2 separate regions of the Mus musculus genome follow, and region 2 is linked to region 1. A link is a contact called in public HiChIP or PLAC-seq data. All regions are on one chromosome and are shown on one strand. Each heading gives the region's core, a stretch centred on a gene start, on an enhancer-like site or on the middle of the called end of the contact. The rest is flanking DNA. Distances are from core to core; before and after follow the strand shown.

Region 1 (3,064 bases), core at 5-2,504:
TCATGTAAAGGCCCATTTCTAATAAACCCAGAAGGTGGCCCTTTGACTAGAGTACATTTTCAGCAACTACAGCAGATACAGTGAGGACAGACCTTGCAGGCCAGTGTAACTGAAGACATCCCCCATTAAAATGAACATATGAGCTCACTTTAAAGCATAGATCAAGTTCCACATTCCTTCTGGCTTACTTTTTTGGGCTTAATTCTTAGTTATGTCTTGTTAAAACATCCCATTAGCTTTGGCTATAACTACAACACTGTACTGTGCTCATTAGTATGTAGGTTTATTTCTATTCCCAGTACTTGATTACATATCACACCATATGCGTTAGCATTATTTAGATTATATATAGTCTACCACTGAACTATGAATCTTTTTGTCATAGCATTAAGTAGCACTGCTAGTCTTTTAAGTTGCCCCAATGAGATGACACTAAGGCAGGCCTCACCACAAGCACAGCAAAGAAAAGCAGCAGCACCGCATGTACAGCCTGTCAGACACGCAGCAGCAGAGAGAAAGCAAGTACGTACTCTGTTCATTTTCACAAGGATGCAAGGCTGTCCTTTGGAATAGCCAAAATTAGCATCAGTCACACCACTACATTCTTCAAGCAAGGAGACTGGAAACTGACATGCCCTATAGTCAGGACCATGCTGAATAAAAGGCGCTCCATCAGGACAACTTGTGAGGTTCTTCTGTTCTTCCACAGAATATGCTAAAAAGGAAACAAATGTGCACCACATCAGCCAAGAAAGGATACCAAACCCAGCAAGAAACAAGTCAAAGCATTCACCAAACAAGTATTTTTCAAAGATAAAACAGCAATGAGAATAACTTGGTAGCAGAGCTTTGAGGCATCCTGCTTCCAAGAGCACCCGGCGCAAGCCACAACTACAGAACTATTTGAAAACACTTCATGTGCCCAACCTCAGAGACAACAGCAAAAGCGTGCCCTATGGCTCCTGTCCTGTGGAGCTCAGTCTAGTAGGGAAAACAGCATGGGTTGAATGCTGCAGGGTATGACAAGGGGCTCTAGTGACCTGAAAGCTGAGGGGATGTGTGAGCTACAGTGGCTGCTAGGATAAAGGGGGCAGAATCTGAACCATGTACATTTTGTAAAAACTGTGTTAGGAACTGAGGAGAAGGGTTGCCAAAACCACCATGATGATCCACTCACTAAAAGACTTTATACCAGTCAAAGTGGTCATGTGACTGCACGTATGTTAGGAGTACATTTATGCTACAGAGAGAAGAATAAAGAGATGGAGGAAGTGGCACAGACTCCTGGTGCAGCACAGAGAAGATGCCAGCTGCAAACAGTGTGTTGGCAGATGGAGACTAGAAGATACAGTTAAACAACAAAGAAATAACATGTTTAGAAACCAGAAAGGAAGAAAGGAGAGAAATGCATGTGCCAGTGCACTATGGGCATTCAGGGGCAGGAAGGAAAGGAGGTCTGATGGGTACCCCCCTCCAGGAGCCTGCTCTAGTGTATGCAGCGCCCTTCTCCCTCTCACGCACCAACTTTTAGACATTCTCAGAGCACCCTTTAAAAACCAACAGCCCAGCCAGGGCAGTGATGGTACACACCTTTAATCCCAGCACTCAGAGGCAGGGGCAGGCAGAGTTCTGAGGCTAGCCTGGTCTATAGAGTGAGTTCCAGAATAGAGAAACCTCCCCCACCCTTTCTCTACTGTGTTTCTCACCTCAGCAACTCCCTCCTAACGTATTACTAGACTAAAAGTTCTGTAAGACAGATTTGTTTATTGCTAGATGGCAAGTGCCTGGCCCAACTACACTCCTATAACCCTGACAAACAACAGCTCAGCTAAAAGGAATACAGCGAAAAATTACTACTGCCTTCACTGCAGGCTCTTACCATTATATTTTTTAAAACACAGAAAATATGTTCATAAAATGTTTGAAATTATTTAATTAATAAACACATTAACTAGTAAGGCAAAGCGATTTAAGAAGATAGATATAGACAGTGTGGGAGAGATCAGGAGGATTTTTCTCAAGACAGAGAGAAATTAGAGTGTCTAAGTTGACAAGAATTCAATAAAGGGAGTAGACCAAGGATGATGTTTCTGAGACAGAGAAGGATCAGAGCCAAAGAGCAGACGTGCAAGTGGCCTCACATGAAGAAACAAGACCAGCAACATGGTGGCTAGTGTGGGTGTTTACTAGCAATGAATGAACTAAGGACTTCTATTATCTCTTCTCTCTCTCTCTCTCTCTCTCTCTCTCTCTCTCTCTCTCTCTCTCTCTCTTCCTTTCTTCATTCATTCATTCTTGAAGACTGGGTCTCATGTTGCCCAAGGCGGCCTTGAATTCATTGTTTAACTAAGATGATCTTGAATAATTTGGACTTTTGATCCTCCTGCCTCCACTTCCCAAGTGCTGAGGTTTTAAGGAGGCATCAGGCCAGATTTAGCAGAGAAGGAGGTGGAACCCCCAGTGCCCTCATGCTAGGCAAGCACTCTACTGACTCAGCTACAGCCCAGTTTCCTTTTAGTGTTTGAAGGAAGATACTGTGCTATATGAAGGTGAATTATAGGGGAAGGAGAAAGGTCAGAGGCTTGAGCAAAGGCCAGCAACCATACCATCAGAGTCACCAGAGGAAGGCAATGGCTCGTGCCCACTGAGCGAGGTGGGGTCTACTACCACCTAGTTCTGTCTTCACCCTGTGGCTGCTCTAAGCAGGGAGAGAAGAAGGAGCCTAATCCAGGAACTATGTGCTTTTATCCAGAGCAGGGTTCTGCACAAGTATTTGGCACACTTAAAGACAAGGAATTTTAGAGTCCTGTAAAAGTAAAAAAATCATGTTAATAAACTAGATGAGGAAGAATACTGAGGAACGAGGCTGAGGTGGTTAGGAAACCATCAGCAAACAGCAAGAGCCACTAGCACAGAATATTCGAAGAAAGCTGAATAAGCAAGATAGACAGACAGACAGACAGACAGACAGACAGACCGTGGTGCTGGGAAAGTTTATTTGGTGGCTTTGGCATCTTTAGAGAACAATCGTGGTATAATACGATTGAGAAGGGGACAAGGTGAT
Region 2 (2,826 bases), core at 26-2,525, 97 kb after region 1:
GACTGGAGACAGAGGTGCATGCCAAACACCCACATTCCATCAGTCTCCAGCTGAAAAAATTAATTGCCTGCCCTTTATGCCATTTGTCTTCGGCATGTGAACTGCAGTCTCAGAGTGGGAGGGGAGGAGAGAACGGCAGGCAGCTTAGAGCGGGGGTTCAACCACGCTGATCTCTTGGCTGCTCCTTTAACTCCTGTGGTGACGGATCGGATCGGAGCATTAGTCTCTGGCATCAAAACAGTCTCTCGGTCCATGTGACCAGCACTGCCGTTGCCGCACTGTAAAGCCCACAAGAATCGGCAGCCCACAGACCCATCAGTGGAAGCTTTGTGTTTGCTTCGTGTGGGTTTGCTGGTGGCCTTTGGCATAGCCACACGTTCAACACCTGCTGGAGCAAAACAAACCATGCCCAGCATTGCTGTCGCATCTTGGCCTGTCCCTGTCCTGAGACTATGGATTAGGACACTGACAAGGTCTGCCCACTCCCTCACCGCTCACACCCGGGAGTACAAAGTCTCTGCGTTCATCATGCTCAGGGGATTGCTTAGACCCACCTGTCACTTACTGGTGACCTTGAAGGCGGACAGACCGGGATTCGGACCCCGATCCTCCAGGAACCTGACATCTATTGCCATTGCCTTGACCCATGGGATAAAGGTGGCACCAGTCCCAGTGTGGCCCTGCACAGCAGCGGGCTGTGACCTTGGCTGAGATAATAGCGGGGACAGGGCATCTCCATGGAACAAGGGTTCCTATCTTAACAGTTTTTAAGGCCTACGCTGCAGGTCCTTCAATGCCAAGGTCACGAGTCAACGGGTAGAAATCTCGACATCTCATCCCTTGATCTAGAGCAATGCCCTCGTGGGGCTCCTGGCTGGGGACAGGCAAGGCGGACAGCGTTGCCATCAAGCGGCAGGTCGAGCCAGAAGCTACCCTCAGCTCTTCACAAAGCAGATCCAGTCTGCGGCCGCAATCCAAACACCGAAGGGAATCAGAACGTACGTCTTTTGTTTGCCGTGGCAGGAGAACTGTTGAGCAGAGGAAAAAACAAGCTGAGCTTAGCGCTATCAGCTGCTTCCTGGGGCTCGCTCCTTCCTTCCTCCGAGGGGGGTCTGGCCGCTTTGTTCTCGTTCCCAGCTGCACTTCTGCGCCTTTAAGCAGTGGCCTCCGCAGACCTCAGAGGAATGTAGCCCTGGGACCCCAGGGGACTTGGCTCAGGGCTCCGCCCGATACGGCCCCAAGCTCTCAACCCGGGTGCTCCTGCCCTTGCTACGTATCGCTCTTTCTGCCAGCCACTTCCTGGCTTGGGGAACAGGGGGGTGAGCCTCCCCAGAGGGGCTTCCTGTTTTCTTTGACAATCCTGAGAGGACGTGGTTTCATAGAATCCCACGAAGAGTCCACAAAAGGGTGTCCGTAATACTACTTCGATTGTCTGGGGGGAGAATGTGTCTCTCCTGGCATCCGTTTGTCCTGGTTCAGTTCCTAGCTCTAGAGGTTTCTAGCCAGTCACACCCCCAGCCAGCTGCTCAACCCCTCTGAGGCTGAAGCTACCTAGGGAAGATTAAAGCGCCAACAGTGTCTTGGATGCCTTCCCAAATCTTGGCCCACGGGGGGCCCTCAACAGGTGTTAGCCAATTGTCACTATGCCTGGGTTTTGATTACTTCAGTGACACAAGAAAACCAAACAGAACCCTTTAAGACTGATTATGTTGAAGAAGAGGGTGTGGCATAGCCTAGCTAGGCAGCTGGGCTTTCACTCGAGAGCGTTCCTCAGTGTTTTCATGATCTGTGGATCAACACTGCCCCTCCCCTCTCTCCCTCCCTCCTCTCTAGTCCTCCACCCCACCCCCATCCCACGAGGATGTTACAGATTTCTGACTGTGCCTCTAATTCAGCTGAATAAAACTGAAGTGGGACCCCACGTGCTTGCATTTCCTGGCTGAGAGGAGGTAAGACAACTGTAGGTGCCCAGATTCAGCCCGAACATTAGGCAAACTGCATTCACTTAGCTCAGACCTGGAGGCTCACGGTCTCAGAGATGCAACTGCAGGGACCACTGGCCAAAAGAGCAGTGGGAACTGTGGCCATGGGGCTGTCATTGACTGCTTTTTCTTTTTGTTTGTCTTGAGACCTTGTTTCCGGTAGTCCAGACTTGCTTCAAATCTAAAAATGTAGCCAAGAATGAACTTGAACTTTGGTATTCCCGTCTTATTCCCTAAGAGCTGGGATCACAGGTGTGCCCACCATACCCAGTCTGGGAATAGAACCCAAGGCTTTGTGCATCCTAGACATCCACTCTTCCAATGACTCCTGCTTCCCTCTCTTTCTTTTTGAAACAGGAGCTCACTAAGTAGCCCAGGCTGGCCTGGAACTTGTAATTCTCCGGTCTCAGACTCCCAAATTGGGAGGGGGCTATACACTTATCACTTGAGCCCCCTCCCCTTTTCCTTCTTTCCTTTTTATGATTTTTTTTTGTTTTTGTTTTTGCTTTTGTTTTGTTTTGACAGGGTTTCTCTGTGTAGTCCTGGCTGTCTTGGAACATGCTCTGTAGACTAGCAGGCTGGCTTTGAACTCTAGAGATCCACCTGACTCTGCCTCCTGAGTGCTGGGATTAAAGGTGTGTGCCACCATATCCGGCTGCCCTGTTTCTTAATCATCTCATCAGCCTGACTAGACAGATAGGCATTATTGACCAGGCTTAGAGAAGGTGTTTAAACTACCGGTGCCACTGCAGGACTGTGATCATCAGGAAGACACTCTGATGGGTTCTGAGTGGGGAGACTGGCTGGATGTCAGCCCAGTCCCTGTCCCATAGCCTGGCATCCC

Evidence for each region. HiChIP or PLAC-seq counts read pairs in DNA pulled down with a chosen protein or histone mark.
Region 2: an H3K27ac HiChIP or PLAC-seq map of regulatory T cells shows a contact between it and region 1, with 3 times the contacts expected there. The contact joins two enhancer-like sites. A contact is called at or near these places in 5 of 39 promoter capture datasets (the C10 cell line, cranial neural crest, hippocampal neurons and 2 more), 1 of 15 datasets of contacts at CTCF or cohesin (large pre-B cells), 7 of 484 Hi-C or Micro-C datasets (the AML12 cell line, CD4 T cells, the G1E-ER4 cell line and 3 more), 10 of 115 datasets of contacts at active chromatin or transcription factors (the 230-238 cell line, CD4 single positive thymocytes, bone marrow-derived dendritic cells and 4 more) and 3 of 9 other capture datasets (adipose tissue, liver and pancreatic islet).

The regions. Positions count from the first base shown.
Region 1 is chr9:96,339,672-96,342,735 of GRCm38.p6, forward strand. It overlaps Atp1b3 (ATPase, Na+/K+ transporting, beta 3 polypeptide), which reads right to left. Exons shown (of 7, transcript NM_007502.5): 4 at 531-715. Among named protein-coding and RNA genes, the nearest start is that of Atp1b3, 23 kb to the right of the region's middle. Within about 2 kb of position 1,255, at least 7 of the 459 cell types and tissues checked have an H3K27ac peak or open chromatin away from gene starts, as enhancers often do. A contact at or near this core is called in CD4 single positive thymocytes and regulatory T cells, where this site is marked.
Region 2 is chr9:96,436,921-96,439,746 of GRCm38.p6, forward strand. No RefSeq gene overlaps it. Among named protein-coding and RNA genes, the nearest start is that of Gm51656, 26 kb to the right of the region's middle. Within about 2 kb of position 1,276, at least 283 of the 459 cell types and tissues checked have an H3K27ac peak or open chromatin away from gene starts, as enhancers often do. A contact at or near this core is called in CD4 single positive thymocytes and regulatory T cells, where this site is marked.